Linked DNA regions of Ovis aries: region 2 is linked to region 1. A link is a contact called in public Hi-C data. All regions are on one chromosome and are shown on one strand. Each heading gives the region's core, a stretch centred on a gene start, on an enhancer-like site or on the middle of the called end of the contact. The rest is flanking DNA. Distances are from core to core; before and after follow the strand shown. Region 1 overlaps MYRIP (myosin VIIA and Rab interacting protein). Region 2 holds the start of EIF1B (eukaryotic translation initiation factor 1B).

Region 1 (6,288 bases), core at 2,346-4,845:
AACTTTGGGAAACTGAACCATTTGGGAGTTTGGATAAAAGCGACACCCCTAATTTCCTACTCAGCGAGGGCACAGGGCAAGGTGGAGGCAGGAAGGGTCAAAGTGCCCAGGACTTTCCTCTGTTTCCTATTCACATTCCGCCCAGAAGAGCCCAATACAGATGGGTGGCTGTGCCTCCAGAAGGTGAGGCTCGCAGTTGAATGGGGGCTGAATGTTCCGTACTCATCCCAGCCCAGCACCCCACTGGTACAGCGTGAGTTGGGGCCATGAGGCAGCAAAGTCAGTAGGATGTGGAGTCATCGTAAGAAATAACACACTATGCTTCAGTTGCCATCTGACTCTCAGCCCTAGCAGACAAAATGTGACTGTAATGGGGCATCGGTTCAAGCAACAGAGAGGATCAAAGCTCATAACCGTAGAGGAGGCAAGGGATTGGAGCCCACATCCCAGGGAAGGGCTGCTTGTGAAGGCCAGAATCTGCTCTCCACCCACAGAGAGGCCAGGGGAAAGACGGATACGCCATCCCCAGGCACAGGAACTGGCTGGTTTATGAGGGAGGATTCAGTGGTTATGGAGGATGGGCTGGGCATGAGTGAAAGGCAGAGTGTGAGGTGTTGGAAAGTTCAGGGGCTCAGCCACGAAGGACGGTGCAGACTGCTCTGTGGTGGTCCCTCCTGGGCTGGCCAGCCCCCTGCTTAGCACCCCAGCTTGGCTGCTGAGCAGATGAAGGGGGCTCATGGACTATATATATGGGTTACCGGCAGTCATTAGCTTAGAGAGCCTACTCTCAGAACAGGGTAAAAATGGATCCTAAGTACAAAGAATTCGAGATATTACCAGACAAGATCTAATCTGAGTTTCAGAAGCAGCAGCTTATGAAGGAAGGAGCCTGTGACTTGAGGCTCCAAGACTCACTAGCTGTGGGCCTCGAGTGAGGACCTTCACTAGTCTCAATTTCTCCCTCTGCAGCACCGGGCTGTGTCTGCCGCAAAGGTTTTACATTAAATGAACTAACACACGCAATGCACCAGACACATAGGAGACGCTGAACAAATGCTGGCTTCTCCCCTGCCACTGGAGGCAGCAGGGGTCAAGTCTAGGGTGGGCGACGGGAGGAGCTGTGGGGGGAACCCAGGCATGTCATGGAGGATGGTGGGAGAGAGGCTGGGATCCCCTTCTGCCAGAGGTAGGGTCTATTTTCTGTGGTTTTCACACCATGTCCCTTGGAACTCGGTGGCCTACTTGGGCTTGGAAGGAAGAGAGGACTGTGGGACTGAAGATCAAAGTGACTGGGGTTTTGGGGACCCCTCGGAGCAGCAGTGTTTGTATCTGATTAGAACCCTGGGGTTCCATATAAGGTTTGTTTGGGAAAGGTTCTAAGTAAGTCAAGCCCAGATCTGAAAACTACAGAGATAGTGACCTAGAAGGCAACTTTCAGTGCAAAGACTTTATACTATGACATGAAGCTTTAGCACTGGTAAAAGAGGGCTGGCTAGATGCCCTCATTCCACAGGAAACATTCCTTGGGGGGAGGGTGGTGTGAAATAACACGGCTCTTACCAGTAAGAGAGACTGTGGGTGCTACATTACAGACTCGAAAGACAGCAAGGGCTGTCTTGATGAAAGATGGGATATGAGAGGTCTTGGGAGATATCCAAGGACACGCGGGGCTGTTTTCCTGATTGAATAACTCTGCATTAATCAAGTCAAGTTTTCCTGGGCTCTCCCAAGTGCACAGGGATGGGCATTTTAGAGAGTGCTCTTTGGGTTCTCAGCAAATCTCAGCACAAATACAGAGCCTCACCCCAGCGGCAAGAGACCAGGCAGAGACTGGGCCATGTGCTGTGACTGCGCAGCCCTTACCTTCTTCAGCTCTTCCTGGACACTCTGGCTGTTGTCTTCAGAGGACAGACTTTCCTTCTGGTTCTCAGACTCAGTCTTGGGCTCGGATTCCTGATCCTCCCCAGAAGAAGTCTCCTTCTCACTCATTTTCCTTGCTAGCTCATACAGCCTGTTCCTCCGTTTCTCTTCTGTGGTGTCTGTGTCGGCCCGGGGATGCCGAGCCTCACTGCTGATGTCAATCTCTGGTAAATCACCCGGCACCTGAAGGAAAGCCAGAATCACGAGCTGAAGACCCTTTTTCTATAGCCATATTGTTCCCGATAATCTCCGGGTAAAGGTCAGTCCTTTACATCAGGCCTCCCTGATGGCTCAGCGGATAAAGAATCTGCCTGCAAGGCGGGAGACATAGGAAACGTGGGTTCAGTCCCTGAGTTGGGAAGATCCCCAGGAGAAAGAAATGACAACCCACTCCAGTATTCTTGCCTGGGAAATCCCATGAACAGAGGAGCCTTGTGGGCTCCAGTCCATGGGGTTGCAAGAGTCAGACATGATTTAGCGACTAAACCACCAAAGGTCAATGAAAATGAAGGTAAACTAAACCAGGAAAGTGAAGCTCTTGCTTGATCTGCTTTCCCTATGGATGAGCTCTTACTTTTTATTCTTACTTTCTCAAACATATGCATCTTAACACTTTGTTAAAACTTTAGGCAGAACCAATGCAATACTGTAAAGCAATTATCCTTCAATTAAAAAAAAAAAAAACTCTAGGCAGGTGAGCATCTGTAGTCAGAAAAGTGAATTCAGTGTTTTTCATTTGCAGAATACTTATCCAGTGGCTACTAGGGGCAACACTGTGCTGGTACTGAGGATGCAAGTCTGAGCAAACCTCCACCAGCTCCCAGTGGAAGAGACACTAAAACCCTGCTAAGTGCAGAGAAGCTGGGAGTTAGGGAAAGCTGGCTCGTGGAAGTGGCGTTTGAGTTGAGATTCAAAGTGCAGCAGTTACCCAGCTAAAAGGGAGAGAGGAAAGAACCGTATTCAGGACAGATCACAAAGATTTTGAGATGGTGTGAAGTTCTTGTGCACACGTAAGGAATACTATGCCACCTTCCCTTGATAGTCACACAATTACATCTCTGGCTCCTACCATCTCCTAGAGCTCCCTCCGTGAGCAGAGCCCTGACCGGGCCTGGGAAACTCCAGGAAGACATGGAAATCGTTAAGTCTCACTCTATTCTTCACCTCATGTTGGACAGACGTGTATGGAATTTTAACAAGATAACCCCCAGCATACCATCAGGGTCCACTGCACACAATATTAGCTTTTGAATTTCCTCTTTGAGTTGTTTTATCTGTTTAAAAGGCTTGGTGTTTCATGACTTTTATTCTTTATTGAAGAACTCCCCAAGAACAAAGAGAAAATGTACTAATTCTGTAAACAAAACTCCTTCCATCTTGCAATTATTATCTGGGTTCATTGGACCCTTTTATCAATCTAAGACACATGATGAGATTTTCATGATCTCATTTTACTTATCTTTGGAAATATTTTGCTGTTTTATCATCCCGGGAATTATCTTTCATCATTACTCATCAATTTTGCTTAAAAAGAGACTAGAATAACAAAAGAGAAAAATGGTATTACTTAGAAGGATGATTCAACATGGAAATAAATCATCACCATTTTGAGTCTGCTTTTAGCTCACTGTATACAGTTGGGAATTCAAAATTTTTCATAATGGCAAAGGAAAAAAACTGAGAGAACAACATTTCACAATTATTAGATGACTCATAAGATGAAGTTGGAGAGCAGCTCCACAGGCTCTAACGATGATGGAAGAAATTGGTTGTCTAAGTGAAATCTCAGACTAAGAGTCTTCAGATGACAGTGTCCTAAGTGAATTTTCTCAAACCCAAGAATCAATAAGTAAATAAAGAATCGATGAGTAAACAAAGAATCAATGCGTAAACAATGTATCTATCAGGATAAGAGAAAAGATGGTATTTTCATTCAGTTCATCATTTGACAGGAATGGCTTCATCACACAACATTTCGCAACAAGAATCTAGACCATCCTGTTCTGCTAAAAAGGTGTGGCAGATTCTTTATGAAATTCATGTATCAAATTTGCTTGATTCAGTTTATAATTGGACAAATGCTTAAGGGAGCTGTTTATATAAAGGCAATTAAAAGGAGACAGTTGAAGTGAAGTGAAGTCACTCAGTCGTGTCCGACTCTTAGCGACCTCATGGACTGTAGCCTACCAGGCTCCTCCCTCCATGGGATTCTCCAGGCAAGAGTACTGGTGTAGGTTGCCATTTCCTTCTCCAGGGGATCTTCCCGACCCAGGGATCAAACCCTGGTCTCCTGCATTCCAGGCAGACACTTTAACCTCTGAGCTGCCAGGGAAGTCCAGACAGATGATAGAAGTGGAAAAAAAAAATCACCGGACTGATAAACAGTGTCCCTTGGATGATGATTTTTTTTTCTGGCCCTGAGTAAGAATCAATGGTGAGGACTTCATGAGAGGTGGCTGATGCCCCCAGAATGCTTGAGAAGGAGGAATCCTATGGTCTTAGGACTTGGGGGGAGCTCCACGGGAAGAATGGTCTCTGAGCAGGTTCTTGAGAGATGAGGAGCATTTTAATATGTTGACATGGGATAGGCATTGTTGGTGAGGAAGCAGCAGGACGGTTAAGACCCAAGGTGCATGAAGCTGCTTGGCACAGTTAGAGGAATAAGGCTCAGAGGTGGAGAGCATGGGGAGCTTTGGGGTGTGGAGAAAACAGGCCTGGGTCAGACTGCAGAGGAGCAAGCGTCTGCCAGGTAGAGCTAGTGGTAAAGAACCCACCTGCCAGTGCAGGAGATGTAAGAGATGAGGGTTTGATCCCCGGGTTGGGAAGATCCCCTGGAGGAGGGCATGGCAACCCACTCCAGTATTCTTGCCTGGAGAATCCCATGGACAGAGGAGCCTGGCAGGCTACACTCCATGGGCTCACAGAGTTGGACACAAATGAAGCGACCTAGCACAGCACAGCAGGCGTCTAAGGAGTGAGCTTTACCTGTCAAGTATCTCCGGGCTCTTGGGTCTCCCCAGGCTGCTGGGTGGCACCAAGGGTACTCAGAAGCTGGCTCATGGAAGATCTTGGGTGTTCCTGGAAGGTGAGCACCCAGGAGCTCCCTAGAGTAGAAATGAGGTAGCTGACCAGGAGCTGCATGACAGGGTTGGAAGTGGGTGAAAGTGAGAGCCGAGGTGGGGTCTGAGGGAGAGATCCAGGGTTCTAACTGAGCACACAAGGGGCGGAGCCTTAGACACTGGCGGGATGCCCGGGCTGCGGGGGAGGGGGGGCAGTGCAGGGGATGACTTGATGAACAGGGGCCCCATCACTGAGAGATCTGCAATGACCAGGAACACTGCTCGGCTCTCAGAGGACACCAGAAGGCCCCTCACAACCCAAGATGGTGAAGGTGGAGAAAGTGGAGGGGTTGGATGACTGGTTATTTACTTTAAAAATACAGCTTTAAACAGAAAGTTGCAAGCAGCTAAGCGTCTGTTGGATTGGCTGGTTTTACGTTCCTGGCTCTTCAGAGTGGGGAGACTGATGAGGAAATTTAAGGGAAAAAGCTGCCTTTTCTTTGCACACTTATATTTAGTGTATGGAGTGCATGCGTACATGCTCAGTCGTGTCTGACGCTTTGTGACCTCATGCTCTGTAGCCCACCAGGCTCCCCCATCCCTGGGACTCTCCAGGCAAGAACACTGGAGTGGGTTGCCATTTCTTTCTCCAATGCATGAAAGTGAAAAGTGAAAGTGAAGTCGCTCAGTCGTGTCTGACTCTTCATGACCCCACAGACTGCAACCCATCAGGCTCCTCCGTCCATGGGATTTCCAGGCAAGAGTACTGGAGTAGGGTGCCATTGCCTTCTCCGCCTAATGTGGAGATTCTGGCTAAATAAGGATGATGTTATTGCTGTTCAGTTGCTAAGTTGTGTCTGACTCTTTTCGACCTCATGGACTGTAGCCAGGTTCCTTTGTCCTCCACTATCTCCCGGAGTTGGCTCAAATTTATGTTCATGGAGTTGGTGATGTTATCTAATCCTCTGCCACCCCCTTTTCCTTTTGCCATCAGTCTTCCCCTGCATCAGGGTCTTTTCCAGTGAGTTGGCTCTTCATATTAAATGGCCAAAGTACCAGAGCTTCAGCTTCAGCATCAGTCCTTCCAATAAATATTTGGGGTTGATTTCCTTTAATATTTGATCACTGGTTTGATTGCCTTGCAGTCCAAGGGAGTCTCGAGAGTCTTGTTCAGTACCACAATTCAAAAGCATCAGTTCTTCAGCACTCAGCCCTCTTTTTGGTCCAAATCTCACCTTCGTACATGACTACTGGGAAAATCATAGCTTTGACTGTATGGAACTTTGTTGGCAAAGTGATGTCTCTGCTT
Region 2 (6,687 bases), core at 4,109-6,608, 64 kb before region 1:
GTACTGAAGGCACCTTTACATGGGTTTACTCCTGCTTGACTCACTAGCCGATTCACTTGGCCCCCGTGATCCCAGACAGGCACAATGTGGCTTGTCAAGCAAGGGCAGCTGGTTGCTGTCCACCGTGAGTGAGAATTTTCTTAGGTTTTAGATACAGCAGGGCCTTGCCTGCCCCATTTCCTTCCCACGCCCAATTCTGCTTGGTGTGGGGAAACCTCACAGGCCCACTGAACAAGTCTGTGTAGGCAATCTAATGAGCTTGATTCTGCCTAAGCCCTAACTGCCCATTCCTTTCGCTGGAGCCCAGCTGGCGACAGAAGGCACACAGACGGCTGTTACCATTCTGTGCGTCTCAAGTTATTTTGGTTAAGTGTATCTGATCGGGACTAGGACTGTTCCTTCCCTAAGTTGAGAGCCACCCTCTTTCTAGGGTGGTTCAGAGAACAAACAGCTCTTGAGTTCCTGAACAGGAAGGGGGCACCCCCAACCCCCAGGTTTTCCTCTGCCTCCTGTGGGGCCAGGATCGAAGGGCAGAGGGCATTGTTGCTATAGCAGCAGTCTACTCAGGCTGTGCCTCAATCAACCAAAGGTCAATTTCCCATTGGCTTCACCGAAACCTCTACCGAGCGTAGAGGTTCAGGAACAAATCTATTAGTCCTCTATTCTCGATAGTTCAAAGTACAGACCACTAAAAATCTACAGATCACAACCTTCCCACAGAGGCACAAGGAGATGTCACTTGGCTTGGTATTTTAGCTGCATAGCCACGTCTGTAGGATGCACTCTCCCACCTGTTCCACAATACCACCTCGTCACTTTTGCAGACAAGTGTTGCAGCCCCTGAAGCAGACAAGAACACCGAGCTTTGCTCTTAGGTATCTCTAAGGCTCCCTGTCAGACAGCTTCCCCACTTCAGGCGACTTTGACTGCTTTCAGTAAAATTGTAGACGTGTAGCTATTCTATTGTATTGCTCAAAGACAAGGGTACACGATACTGTTCTTGCTCTAAGGATGAGGACTGCCCTATAGGTGACAAGTGCAAGCATGTATCTGGGGCTCACAGGCCAGAGGATCAGGCCAAGAGCTTATTTCTGGGCAAACAGTTTAATAAGCTTTCCCTGATCCGCCTGTGTTCCTGTTCAATCTCAACAGACAGTTCTTTTCCCTGCACCGCCTCAGACCTCCCTAGATGAAGCGATGCTTCAATGTGTTAATGTGTCTACTGTATTTTCTGTTTCCCCAGCACATCTCAATGTGAGATGGAATGGTTATAAATGTTACAGGTAGAAAAGCGAAGATTTCTCAAATTAGAAGATTCTCCCATGCCTCTGACCTTCCTGGTCAAATTGCTGTTTTTCAGGAATGAGCTTACCAAGTTTGGCACCGTTTCCTGGTGTACTTACTTCTCAATATTCCCAGTCTCTCCTGCTTAGAGGTAGGATGGGGTGAGAAAGTCACAAAACCTATCAAGTATCCTCCAGAGGTAAACTGTGGGGGCTGATTTTATTTTCCAAAAGCAGTACCATCAAAACAGGAGCAAGAATTCAGCGGGAATGGAATGTAGTGACATCTTCCACATCATTATCCCACTGCATGTAGCTTAAAAGCATGCGTCCATCCAACAGTTCCCTCCTTATCTGAGATTTCTCTTTCTGCACTTTGTTACCTGTGGTCCAAAACAAAATTAGATGGAAAATTCTAGGGATAAACAACTCATAGGTTTAATACTGGGCACCATTCTGGGCAGCAGGAGATGGAATCTCAACCTGCTCCGTCTGGGCAAGACCAGATTCCTCCCTTTCTCCAGCATACTCACATAGTATATGCTGTTTACCGGGTTTGATACTGTCTGCAGTTTCAGATATCCACTCAGGGTCTTGGAATAGATACTCCTTGGATAAAGGGGTGACTACTGTAGATGCATTTTTCTGTCTGGGCTAAATGGTTTTAAGGACACAACTTGTGAAAGTGTTAGTTGCTCAGTCCTTCCAACTCTTTGCGACTCTCTGGACTGCCTGCTAGGCTGTCTGTCTGTTGAATTCTCCAGGCAAGAATACTGGAGTGGGTAGCCATTCCCTTCTCCAGGGAATCTTCACAACCCAGGGATTGAAGCCGGGTCTCCTGCATTGCAGGTGGATTCTTTACCATCTGAGCCACAAGGTACGCCTCGTATAATTGAGCAAATGATGGCGGCTCAATAAAAAAGCAGAATTCTGGAACTCAAAGAGGATAAGCAGCAGCAACCTCCTAAGTAACAACCGTTAACTCTCTAATTTCTCACACTACTCCCAGTCCCCATGCACCGTCACCTATGGTTCTTCCTTCTGGTGAAACAAATACCAAACCAGGATTTAGTGAAAGAATATGACTTCTCTGGTTGGAAGCCCTTGGCTGCCACCCCAACTGTCACTTTCTGGCACTCTAGGCAAGTTAACCCCAACCCCAAACAATGTCTTTCTTCCATCTGTAGAGCAGTAGCACCACCCACCCACCCACACTTGCAAGGCAGCACCTCTGACTAAATTTATGTCAGGAACCTACTTTATTGTCTGGCAGTTAACAGACTTATGTTGGCATCCCAGTAATATAACCAATAAAAGAACCAAAAGAATTCTATGTGCCAATAAAGTTCAAACTATGTTTCTTCTCAACAATTTAACAGTACTTTCTGATAAATTCTTGGTTTTGACTGAGCTTATATTGTTTCTTCTCTTATTCTTAAGTCAGTTAGTAAAGAACAAAAATTACATATAACAAAGGTTCTCCTCTAGCTTTAAAAGCATCTGAAATTAATCAGAAAGAATAAACAAAATGAGAACGCCAATTATGAAAGACAAACTATAGGTGTACATTACTTGCATGGATGTGGGAGCCTAACTGACCACAAAAGGACTCATAGATATTTTTTTTATTGTTAAGCTGCAACATACATGGTTTAATACAACAAAAAATTTAATCAAGTGAAAAGTAATAAACTGAATAGACAAATAAACACTCAAAACAAAATCTTTTCCATTGGAAACATGTTAAGATGAATACGGGGTTTCATTACCATCTTACTGCAATTTTCTTATGTGTTACTAGCCTACATACCCCATGTTTTCTGTAATCATGCAGATGTGAATGGAAGCTTGAATGATTAAATAAATGAAAAGTCCATTTACTGCAGAGAATCATTTCACAAGGCAGCCAAACTGGGTCAGAGAACAAAATTATTCAAGAAATCCTCCACGTGTTTAGGTTCATTTTAGAATCCATGAACCTTAAGCTGTTCCTCCTTGACAATGCCAACCTGCAAAATAAAATTTAGCAGCATCACTAACATATAAATTCATTCCTAAGAAGACAGAGCAGTCATTAAAAAGTATCATTGTTAACAGGTCATTGCAACACTATTATTTGTGGCATGAACTGTTAATAAAAACTGAACACACATTTGAATATCATGACATGCCACAAAACATCCTCAGTGGACCCAGGAATGACCAGGTCATTCTAATGACAAAAAAAACCAGTACTCCTGTCTTCAAAATAAGCAGAATTAATGTGCTTCATCCACATGATTTTTTACTACAGAGAATAAAGTTATAATCCATGTCACCCTTAAATACAATGTCAGAAGCAATCTCAAGTCTGTACAGAAAGCACCCAATCACTCACCTCCAAGAGAAACTGGCAAATGTTTTTCCTTTGGTCACCTTGAAGCTGAATAACCTCTCCGTATTCCGGATGTTCAATCACAGTACCATTACAGGCAAATTTCTGAAGAAGTAGATTCAACATAACTGAATCAGATAACAGTGATATTTTATTTCCACCCTAAGATTACCTAGATGTTAATTAACAGTATGAACAGTTTCCTTGGGTCAAATCATTTTCATCCACACTGACAGTCAAGTAAAGGTGTGGACCATAATCCTACTTAGAGGTGTGCTTCAATAACTACATTTTAATCTCTTCTTCCTAACACCTTTACCTTTTTGAAAGCTTTCACAAGTTTCTTTTTGTCATAATCATCCGCAATGCCCTGGACAGTGGTCAGCGTCTTCCTGCCGTTCCGTTGCTGGATTCTTATATGAATGTAATCCTCAGTCCCTGCCGGGAGTAAGTCGTCACCCTTAGTTGCATCAGCAAAGGGGTCTGCAAAGGGAATACAGAAAAATCCAAAGCAGGAAAATATCTTTTAGTTAGTAATTTCCAGATATATGGTTCGCTACAATCTAGACACTCAGCAAAGAAGGTTCTAGTGCCTCTGCTTTTTTTCTGCAGGTGGGGATGCGGGGCGGGGGGAGGGGGCAGTCATAAGCGTAGGTCATTGCTGAAACCGCTAAGGTACTCTCACAAAACGAGATTTTTAAACAGGTATGCCCACCAATACCGGAAGAGAAAAACGCTTACAGGTGGATAATGTTATCGTTGAACATAATCCTGAGATTTTAAGACCTTAATTTTATAGCCACTATAAAAAATGTGCGTCATCTCGATTACATTCTGATGACAACAGAAAGATTCACAGATACTTCCTAGTCATTTAACAGTAACTCTGCCTGGGAAAAGATGCACATATCTCAATCAAGAGTGCTACACGAAGAGAACTGGACCACTACCCTGTAACAGATCAGAGGCCTGATCGGCCGCGTCTTCTACTAAATGCCCCCGAGAGCCGCTCACACAACAGCCCCGACCGCTAATGGACGCCGACACCCCGGCCCGGGCCGGCGTCCCCCTGGCCAGCAGCAGGGCAGGTCTGGGGGCGGCACAGGGTCGCAGAGGTGGCAGGAGGCAGAAGCGAGGCGCAGGCCGGGCCAGGAGCGGGCAGCGGGCGGCACAGGGTCCGCGGCCGGGGCTCCGGGGGCCGTCTTCAGGGAGGGGGTCGCCCGGGGCCCAGTCGCCATCTTCTGGGCGCCGAGACAAAGCCCCACTCGGGGTGCGGGGAGGGCGACCGGGGGCCCTGCGAGGCGGGGAGCGGGGGAGCGGCCCCGCCGGGGGCGGGCAGCGGCGGCTGGACAGCCGAGAGGCGCACGGAGGACGCGGCGGGCGGGAGGAGGCGGCGGGGCGACCCGCTCTTACCGAAAGATTGGAGGTTCTGGATAGTGGACATGCGATACTAGTGTGAGGCCGGTGTGGGGATAAAATTCCTGCGGGGCCCGCCCGGATCACCGTGTCAGGAGGCTGTAGTGGCGAAAAAACGGAAATAAATACGGAGACGCTTGGCCCCGGGGCTGGGATGCGGCTTGAGCGGCGGCGGCGGCGGCGGAAGCCGGGAGGAGGCAGGAAGAGGCGAAGGAGGAGGCGGAGGAAGAGGCGGCGGCAACGGATGCGAAGACGCGAAAGAAGAGGCGGCGCTGCAGCTTCTCCCACAAAATGGCCGACGGAGACTATTTAGCCGCGCCCGCCGCCCCTCCCACGTGACCCGCCCGCGCCGAGCACTCTGGGACTTGTAGTTTTCTCGAGGCAAGACAGTCCGGAAAGCCTGGAATGGGTGGGCTTCCGGGACCTCAATTCCCAGCAGGGTGTGCGCCCCCCAGCACCGGGTGGCTTGGGCAGGGAAGGGTTTAGCGAGCTGCCGATCTGTCTGGCTAGAACCCTCTTGTCTAGAGCTGTCCTCTCCGCTCTCTCGCACACTCTCCCTTGACTCGTCTTTTCTAGCCGTAGGGTGGCAGCCCGGAGGGGTCGGTGCTGGCGGGGCCAGGGGAGGGGAGGCGGATAATCTCCCATCAGTCACCCTCGAGGCCCTGGGTAATCTAAGTAAAATCGGGGTACAGGAGCCGAACAAGGCCCAAAGTCCCGGCTTTCGCTCATTACCTCCCTTCCCCATCTCCTGCCCCGTCCGGTTGTAGGAACCCTGTTAGTTCCTACCAAGGGTCGAGGTGGGGGCCTCCTACCCAGGATTGTGCTGTCCTCCGAGTGTCTACCACGGTGGTTCTCAAACTCTAGCGTACATCTCCCCCAGGGCTTAAAATACAGACTGATAGACACCCCGCAGCTTCAGTTTTAGGACGTCTGGGGAGTGACCCGAGAATTTGCGTATCTAACAAGCTGCCAGGATACGCTAATTCTACTGATCTGGAACCGCGCTTCAAAACCACTGCCCAGCTTCATTGAAGGCCTGGCATCCAGTGGGAGTCACATATATTCCCCAAGTCGACCGAATGCACCAGAAAATCAACCTGTCAGCTTAACACAGAACCTTGAACACGAAGGTTAATTGACAGAGTCAGACACCAGAACAGTAATATCTTCCTATCAAGCTATAAACAGAAAACAAACCTGAGACTATGGGAATGGGCTCACCCAGTCAGGTGCTTGATTGTAAAACTTGGTTGGCCTTCTGGAAGCAAAGAGATAGACTGAAAGTCAGGGATTCTTAACTTTGTTTTGTGCCATGGCAGTCTTGTGAAACCTACGGACCCATTCTCAGAATAATCCTTTTAAGTGCGTGAAATAAAAAATGTTGGATTACAAAGGAAATAATGTATTGAAATTAAAACCAATAGGTTGATAACATAGTATTGCTTCTTTACTAATGCCTTAATTGAGAAGATCTAGCAGCAGATCTCACAAAGCCTGGAATTTCGAAAAGGTGACAAATATTTTGAGATGTCTGTAGGCATCAGAAATGTAATATGAAAACAGTGACTTCTGCTAGTGCAGAGTTACAGATCCTTCAGATACTACGTTGATGTT

The links. A called contact is a pair of places that touch in the nucleus more often than the background predicts.
Region 2: a Hi-C map of tail adipose tissue shows a contact between it and region 1, with 2.1 times the contacts expected there. The contact joins the promoter of EIF1B here to the enhancer-like site in region 1. A contact is called at or near these places in 15 of 16 Hi-C or Micro-C datasets (blood, hypothalamus, liver and 7 more).

What each region holds. Positions count from the first base shown.
Region 1 is chr19:13,115,243-13,121,530 of ARS-UI_Ramb_v3.0, reverse strand. It overlaps MYRIP (myosin VIIA and Rab interacting protein), which reads right to left. Exons shown (of 17, transcript XM_027958035.2): 11 at 1,864-2,103. Among named protein-coding and RNA genes, the nearest start is that of EIF1B, 64 kb to the left of the region's middle. Within about 2 kb of position 3,595, at least 5 of the 54 cell types and tissues checked have an H3K27ac peak or open chromatin away from gene starts, as enhancers often do. A contact at or near this core is called in tail adipose tissue, where this site is marked.
Region 2 is chr19:13,180,643-13,187,329 of ARS-UI_Ramb_v3.0, reverse strand. EIF1B (eukaryotic translation initiation factor 1B) reads right to left here and starts at 5,358. Exons shown (of 4, transcript XM_004018240.5): 1 at 5,071-5,358; 2 at 3,977-4,140; 3 at 3,661-3,762; 4 at 2,894-3,292. The coding sequence starts at 5,101. The coding sequence ends at 3,248.